Regions from separate parts of the Ovis aries genome. Here region 1 is linked to region 2. A link is a contact called in public Hi-C data. All regions are on one chromosome and are shown on one strand. The core of a region is the stretch at or near the end of the contact, and the rest is flanking DNA. Distances in the headings are between cores, read along the strand shown.

Region 1 (4,211 bases), core at 1,680-4,179, 34 kb before region 2:
GATGTCAAAGCCAAGGCCAGACTCTTAAGATGCACTCCCAAACAAGATAGGGAGTCTCCAGTTCAAAGCCTGTCCTGACTCTTTCCTTTAAGTAAAAATATTAATCTTGGTTTTATTTAAGCAGGGTTTTTTTTTTGGCAAGAAATAAACCCCTGCAGCTAAAAATAAACCCGAATACACACACACACACTCAGAAAAATCTGGAGGGCTGCAAATCATTTCAACCCAAGTTTCCATCTCAGGGAAAGCTATTAAAACCCAGAGGATATTAAAACCTCTTTCTGCACAGACTCTTGTTTCTCAGCGCCTGCCGGTGTCCTGAGGTCCTCCCCCCTACCCCCCGCCGGCAAGGCTGTCCTGGGGATGCCCTGTCCTGGGACTCTTGGCAAGGGGCGGAGGGGGCTGGCAGGGTCCTTGCTCTCCTCACCTTGTAAGCACTGGATTTCTGCATGAGCAGGCCAGGAAACACAAAGGGGCCCCTGCTGACGTCTTTGTATGTGAGATGAAGGGGCCAGAGGAGGGAGGAAAGGAACACAGTCCCAGAAAGGTCGAGTTCCCTGGAATTTAGAAGTTATTGAAAAGGGAACACAAACAAAATCTGCATCTCACTCCTGCTTTCGTGTGTTTCAAATGGTGACCTCAATTTTAAACTTCTAAAAGGCAAAATTTAAGAGTCACTACCTGGGCACATGCCTAGATGTATTAATACATGTCATTTCTAATCCAACTACTTGTAAAGTCAGCTACTATCAATTTCTTCTAGTGGCAACGGCCACCTTGGGGAAAAGATAAGGATCATTTGGCCCAGGAAGAGCAAAGTCCCAGGACTGGCTGGTCCTTGAATTCAGGGCTGACTCACCTGGGGCTTGATGACCAACTCTGAAGGGAGATGCTGTTTGTGTGATCTGGGTTTTCTAGGAGGCCAGTAAGCCAGCTGCCCTGAAGTTCTCACCAAGCACAGTTAGAGTCACAGAGGCTTTTGCTCTGAGAATGCAATCAGGAAAGGAGTATCAATATCCCAAAGCACAGAAAGTGGGAAAGGTTGATCCTTCACCCCCTCATTCTCCCAAGAACACATAGCAGCAACAATCCCATCCTAAAGCTCCCTGGTTTACCAGCATTGACAGGATTATTTTGAGGAGCTCAACAATGTATATACTGCTTCCAGAGCTGGGACCCTACCTCAAGATCTGACCTCCGCAGCGTCCATCACCCCCATTGCATTTGCCTCACTACACTGGCCTGTCCTGTAATGCCCCTTGTCTCTGTGAGGATGACTTTCTCCCTGCGCATCTGTCCACACAATCTTTCTTCCTGCACAACGCACCCAGCTGAAATGCCACCTCCTCCTGGAAGCCTTCTGTCCTTCCCAGGCCACACCAGTCCCTCTTGTCTTCTGTTCAGCTTCTTTTCTTCCCATACAGATTTCCTAATAATCAGTTTCTCGGTGCTCACTGGCCTGCATTATTGAACAGTGGGGGCTGCATCTGGGGCTCCAGCACCAAGTCCAGTGCCTAGGATATGGCGAGGGTCCCCTAAGAATGTTTACTGAATGAAGGGAATGGATGACACTGCAGGAGGGAATCAAAGGTAATGCAAAAAGGGGAGATGGGGATGGGTTCATGTTTAGGCTGTTGGAGTGTGGGGTCCAGAGTCCCTGAGGGTCACCCAGATAAGAAGAGGGGTGCAGGGAAAGTGTGATCCAAGAAGCCACAATGAGACTCTGATCCCCAAATATTGAAGATTCACATCTGAAGAGGTGAGTCACAGGGTCCTGATACAGGAGACACTGGTTAACACGTCTCTGGAGAGGGTCAGCACCCAGACTCCACCCACAGATGACAGACCCAAGGCCTGGCATCCTAATGGAGGTCCTCCTCCTTTGTCCCCTTCTCTCTCCTCTTCCTCCTCTTCCTTTATTATGAATGATTGGAATTAATTCATTCACTCATGCTGTTCATTCAGATTTATTTGAGGGACTACATGCCTCGGGTCCTGTGCTGTGCCTGGGGTTCTGCAGTCTGCAGGGAGAGGAAGCCCCTATGTCATGGAAGCTTACTTCTATCTTGTGAGATGAGAAGCCAGGTGGTCCTAGTCAGAGAGCCATGGGGGCGTGCAGCAGACACACCCGGCCAAGTGAGGCATACTTTCATGCTTGGGGTGCCGACAGTCCCCTTCTGACCATGCTTTGCAGAGCAAGAGCCTCAGTGATCCTAATCATGCTTGGTGAACACTTCGAGGTAGTTGACTCACTGGCCTCCTAGAAACCCAGATCACACTAGCACCATCTCCCTTTGAAGTTGGTCCTCACTCCCCAAGTGAGTCAGCCTTGAATCCAGCCCTGGTGGTGCTATGAATATGTCTGGGGAAGGCATCCTGCCTGAGCTGGCATCTAAGAAGTCACCACAAGTCAGCCAAGAGAAAGAAAAGGAAAAGGTCTTCAGGTAGAGGTGCAGCCAGAGGCAAAGGCCTGGAGGCAGGAGAGCCCAGCCCATTACAGTGACAGAAAGCAGAATGTGAGACAAGGGGCAGGGGACAGTGAAATCCAAGAGGTAGGCAGGGACGTGGCTTGTGGGGGAGGGGAGCCTTGTTCCAGTACATGGCAATATCATTTCTCAGATGGGTTTTCACTCTTTGAGGGCAGTGATGAAGACGTATTACTTTGTCCTGCCAGCAGACCTCATGATAACATGGGCCTAAATGAGTAGGTGCCAGAGCCTCAAGAAAGACCTAGAAACAAGACTAAGCCTTGCTTGCCCCACTAAGCATCAGACTCACCAGTGAGCCCATTCCAGTTCACATCCTATCTGTGATCTTCAAGGTTAAAATTTAATGAATCTGTCTGCCCCACACCCTCCTTGCCAGCCCATTAACCTCTTCTGGGAGTTTTCCAGGGTGTTTTGTCAGGCTCAGCTCCAGTGTGTCCCAGAGTCCAGAATGCACACCAGCCTCTGGAAGGTTCTATCCCACTCAGTTCAGAGGTGCTGACCTGCTCACTGTCATGCAGGCACATGGGTGAGGGGTGCACAGAACACCCCCCACCCACCAAGTACTCCAGCCCTCCCCAGGGGCCCATGGGAAACTTTATACCACACAAGAGGCTACCAGAATAGCAGCCTGGTCTTCAACTATGGCCCCTTTGAAGCAATGCCCAGAAAAATACCGTGCCGACGAATGGTTCTCAGAACTTGGAGCTCTCAGGTCAGGTCACTTTGTGAGACCAGAACAGCTGGCAACATCTCAGGAGTTGTCTACAGTATTTATCTTACTTTCCTACTAATTGGGATGTGTTTGCTAGGAGAACTGGGCGACTCCAGGATAGGTCCTGGAGCAAGAAAGCCAAGGGACTGCCCTTGTTTGCACACCAGACCTGCAGATGGCTCTTTGCAGACAGCGAATCTGCCCCCAAAATGCATCAGAGGTGGGCAGAAGACTTTGTTGTGGTTTCAAGAAACAGCACTGTCTGCTCTCTGCTCCATCTCTGGGGACTATACAGCACAGATGCCGAGAAGACCCTGGTGCTTTTATACCTTACTCGTTGAGTAGATTGTAAAACAGTCACGGCTTCTCCTTGCTCTCTTCAGCTTCCCTAACTTCAGCCAGAAAGATTGTGGACCCAGATGGACACAGCTTGGAGGGTGGCACTGAAAGCACGTGTGCCCTTGTCCCAGTTCACTCAGAATCTTTCCTCCACACCCTCAGCTCACCCCAGAACCCAGGGGGAAGACCCTCAGACCAAATCAGGTGTGAGAAGGACTAGGCTATACCTCTTCATGCTCCAAGACAGTGATTAGGGACAGCTAAAGCGCAGGGAATAGAAAAAATGGCTAGAGATAAGATCTATGTGCCTTTTAAGGAGGCCAATCTCAGTTTTAAGAAGAGTTAAGTAGAGAATGTTAACTGCTGCCCTCTTTGGTCAAAGTGGGTAACAGCAGGATTACACAGTCTATCCTTGATATCTTTGAACAACCTGCCCTGGCCTAACAGTGTGATTGGGAGGGGTGTCAGCGGTAAAGAATAAGACCACCTACCCTTTGAACAGTGCTTGACCCTCTTGTTCATTCAATAAGTATTTCTTGAGTGACTACAACTTGCCAAGCACTGTGTCCCAGGTGGAAACACATAGGAAATAAAACCTTACAAATGTTATATCTAATCCTTAAAACTAACTTGCAAGATATACAGTATGATTTCTACTGGGTCAATAAAGA
Region 2 (4,351 bases), core at 847-3,346:
TTTGTTTCTTTTTCGTTTTTGCTACCACAATGTTCTTGCCTTTTGGTATTTCCTGGTAACTTCGCTTTTCTCTGGGCAGTCAATTGAAGAGGGGGTTGTGGGAAGATTTCTTACTAAAATCCAGAGAAATTACAAGAAACTTTCTGTATCAGTCCCAGACACATAGCAGGAAACCTAAGCAGTGGTTAGGCGGGGCCACTATCGGAAGTGGTCTCCTTGCTCCTGTTTCCACTGTCCCCTGGCGAACTTCCAGGGTAGAAACCTAAAAGCCAAGGGCAAGGGGAAGGCATGAGGTCTCCCTCTCCACACACATCGGAAATCCAAGTGAACACGCCCAAACCACTGTCAGGTAGAGGACGACGCCCTGACTCCACCTGATGCCTGGACCCAAGTATGTGCTCTTCACTGAGAGGACCAGAGCCGCCACCCCCAGCAGTAGCTGCCAGCATCAGTTAGGTGGGAATGACACCCAGAGGGTGAGGAGGGACAGGCCAAGTGGAATTTGGGTGGGGGCAGTCAAGGGAGAAGAAAACCTTGCAGGCCTCTGGCAGCCCCGAAGAATCCTTCCCTGCAATCCACAAACCCAGGGGCCAGTCAGATTCCCCCAGGAGAAGGAAAGGGGCACAGCAAGGACCCCAGGAAGCCACTAATGTGGGTGACCCTAGGTCACACAAATACTCCTGCCTGCCAGCCAGACTGACCCAGTCACCACAGCCACCTCCCTCACATCTCCTAGGCTTGCCAGGCCCACCAGCAGCACCCCTCCCAGCCTCAGCTGCCTCCCCTGCCAGGTTCCTGCCTCCTCCCCCTCCTCCCCTGCAGCACACTTGTGGAGGCCCTCACCCAGGACCCAGTGGAAAATTTCTTTTCCTCTTTATGACTGTGCTTAAAACACACACGCTCCATTCTTCACCTCTGAATGGACACAGGCAGAGGGTGACTAGACTGTGTTGTACCCCACCCCCCGCCCGCATTTACACACACACACAGAGCAAGGGCCACTAGACTTGCAAGCTTTATGAGCTGGAAAGGAGAGGAGAGATGTTTTCCAGCTGCTGCTCCCCCTCTGGCCATCCAAGCACAAGTGTCCCGAACACTCTGAAACAAGTTCTCCCAGGACTCTAAAGGCCCTTGTCTCTAATCAAGACACTAAGTCCGATTTGGAATAGTCACCATGATGTGACCCTTGGCATCTTTGTTCTTTTGGTAACAAACCTGTTTTCCACTGCCGTGTCTCCCCCCACCCCACACACATTCAAGGAAAAAAAAAGCCTTCCTGTGAATTCTCACAGCTATGTGATAAGTGATCCCTCACACACGCCACCTCCTGCTTGCTATCAACACTTTCAAATACAGTTCCTTCGGGGAGGGTCAACCCCACAGATTCCTTCTTATTTCCCCCCTTAAATCCACCCAAACTTGGCAGTCCAAGAAGCTCAGTTAGCACTTGCCCAGGGATTGTGAGGCTGAGTTGGGTCTTGGTGAAAAGAATGAACATAGTGGGGAGATGGTGAAAACTCAGAAAACTACAAGTTTCTCCTGCAACTTTCCCCTGCACATGACTGGCAACTTTTTCTTTTTAATTTTTATTTTTTAAACTCATCATCATCCCAGCACTTTAGTTGGCATTACAAGTTTTAGAAATGCTCTCCCCATCTTTCTTCCCCAGACAGTTCTCCGGTGATAGTGAAAAGGGGAATTTTCCAGATGTCAAAAAGACCAGTAAGGACCTCACGCCCTAAAAGACCATGGCTACAAAGAGTTCACTCGGCCTCGGTGGGTTTCTCTGCGTCTACCCACCTCGGTCATGCTGAAGCATACCTCAGAATCTACCTCCACGACCTCCCCCCAAGCCCAGGCAATGGAAAGGATTGGGGGTTGGCGAGGCCACCCATAGCAGCGCCGGAGTCCCGGCTGCAGCGCGCGAGCGAACGGTCACCGCGGGGGCTCCGGCAGGGACCCCGGGAGCGCTTACCGATGTCTGAGTTGCAGAACGCGTCCTGGGGGTGGCTGGGCGAGCACGTGCACGCCTCAGCGCCCCAGTCCCCCAGGCTCCAGCTGCCCAGGAGCACGACGAGCCCGAGCCAGGGAGTCATCGCCGCTGCCGTTGCTGGGGCTGCTGCTCGCGTCTACAAAGTTGCCTTGCGCGCCACGGGCCGGGTCGCTGCAGCCTGCGCTCGCCCGCCCGCCTGTGGGGGGCAACTTTGGCTTGGAGCGCGCCGCCCTCCGAGTGCCCGGCGGGACGGGATGGAGTGCGACGGAGCTGCCTCGGCGCTGGCGCAGGACTGGGCGGGTGGGCAGTCTCTCTGGGCGGAGGAGCAGGAGCTGAGGGAGCAGAAGGAGGAGAAGCTGTCCGAGCGTCCGCCCGCTGCCCGCTCTGCGCCGCAGCCCCGCGGCCGAGTGATATAGCGCGGGTCCCCCCGGGCACCCCCTCTCGAGCGCGCGGGGCCCGCCGACTCCGACCAATAGCAGAGCCGCATTACCTCATCGGCCCTCCAAAAAGGGGGCGGGGCCGGGGGCGCGGGGCGACGGGGCGGGGCCGCCCGTCCCGTTCAGGTCCTTTTAGGGAATAATACAGCTGTGGGCACGCGAGTGGGTGGGCTGAACGCGCCCCTGCTACGCGCTGGCGCAGGGGCCCTCGGAGCGGCGCCCCCTTGCCCTCCTCGCCTGCAAACCCGCCATACGCCCACCCCGCCCTCTGGGCGCCTCTGACTCAAACCAAAATCAACTACCGCTCACCCCAGCACCAACCCCTTTGGCAGGTCAGAGGTGGCCTTGCCTTGGGGACCTTGACTGCGCCTGGTGGAAAGGATAAATAAAGGCTAACTGTGCCTTCTCTGGAGAGAGCCGGGTCAGAGGGGAAAGAACCAGGTTGCTGACAAATCCCCTATCCCTCAGCGTATCGCTGCTCCAGACTTTCCTGCTCAGTAGGAAGAAGTCGTTTGCCTTTTGGAACTGACTGTAACGAAAGGTTGTTTCCCGGGCTCAGCCGGAGTAAATCATGAGGCCATTCAACAGACATCGTTCTGGATTCTGGGATGAGCAAAACGAACTCTTTGTTCCCATGGAACTAGTAGGCAATACATTAGAAGATACATGAGTACATAGGGTGATTTACTAAGGTAATAGTGCCCTGAATGATGAATGATGGGTTAGAAATACTGCGGAGGGCGCTGCTGTCTACGGGATAATAAGCAAAATGGCTGAGAAGGTGACAGCCTGGCTGTGAACAAGAAGCCTCAGCCCTTTGGCAGCTGGGAGGAGATAACAGCAAGTGCAAAGTCCCTAGGCTTACTCGAAAAACAGTAAGTTAGGGCACGAGGAAATGGTAACCCCACCGAGGGCAGACAAGTCTCCATCCTTCAGCGAGGAATTAGAGGTGAACTAATTCCAACCGGAAATGAAACTAGATCCTGAAGAACTATCCAGGATTCAAGAACATGAGGAACAATGGATATCTGCTAAAAAACTGATACTATGACTATTTTTCTTATTCAGTAACCTCTTGAGCCTGCCTTATATTAATATTTTCCATACTTCACCTCATTACATCTCACAATGATCCTTTTAGATAGGAAAAACACAAAGTGTTATTCACACTTTCCAGATGAGGAAACTGTTGCAGAAAGATGCCATTACTTGGCAACCAGCCAGGAACTGAATTCTCTGATTCCTGCCTTAAGACAGGTGTTTATTTTCTTGGACTTTTTAGTGGCAGCTAGCTTTATCTGTGCAAGTGTCCTTTTTGCAGCTGGAATCTTCTTTCTATTCTTGCATCTTTCTCACTTTCTCACCCAACTCATCCCGTTTGGAAAGAGACTAAAGTGATTTGGCAATAAAAATGGTAAAAGTTTGGAACAAAAGAAGGATGAGAAGTGCTGCTCTGAAGTGCAAGTTCATCCTCTTTCTCAGAAATTCCTCTGTTTACACCTCAGAGAAGTGACACCAAAATGGCAGGAGCAGAAAGCTTCATTGGAAATGATATTTCCAAGAACATTTTTAAAGCTTCCCTTTCCCCCTTAAGAATTTAGCTGTAAGGAGAGGAATCTAGTTTCCACATTTTTCTGTCTTGTTTCCTCCCCAACTTTTAAGACCCTTCCCATCCTAACTTTGACTGTAGCCCCATCCAGAGAGAGCTTTCCTTCCCTCAGTGTTTACTTAGAATTTTGCCCCTTGTTCCATGAACTGTAGTTGTACTATTTCCCCAACCACACTAGAAGAAACACTTTGAAGCCTAAGATATTTGAGAAGGCTGCTTTTTACTCCTTAGGGTATAAATTAGGGTCTCAAGGGACACGGGTATGGGTGTGGCCAGAAACCCATTGAGTCTTGAGCTGTGGACACTTTGGAA

Evidence for each region. A called contact is a pair of places that touch in the nucleus more often than the background predicts.
Region 1: a contact with region 2 is called in a Hi-C map of liver, with 2.2 times the contacts expected there. The contact joins the enhancer-like site here to the promoter of TIMP3 in region 2. A contact is called at or near these places in 3 of 16 Hi-C or Micro-C datasets (hypothalamus, liver and tail adipose tissue).

Annotation. Positions count from the first base shown.
Region 1 is chr3:177,024,364-177,028,574 of ARS-UI_Ramb_v3.0, reverse strand. All of the region lies in intron 6 of SYN3 (synapsin III), which reads left to right. The region is part of intron 1 of TIMP3 (TIMP metallopeptidase inhibitor 3); the gene reads right to left. Among named protein-coding and RNA genes, the nearest start is that of TIMP3, 35 kb to the right of the region's middle. Within about 2 kb of position 2,929, at least 6 of the 54 cell types and tissues checked have an H3K27ac peak or open chromatin away from gene starts, as enhancers often do. A contact at or near this core is called in liver, where this site is marked.
Region 2 is chr3:176,989,279-176,993,629 of ARS-UI_Ramb_v3.0, reverse strand. It overlaps TIMP3 (TIMP metallopeptidase inhibitor 3), which reads right to left and starts at 2,096. Exons shown (of 5, transcript NM_001166187.1): 1 at 1,976-2,096. The coding sequence starts at 2,096. All of the region lies in intron 6 of SYN3 (synapsin III), which reads left to right.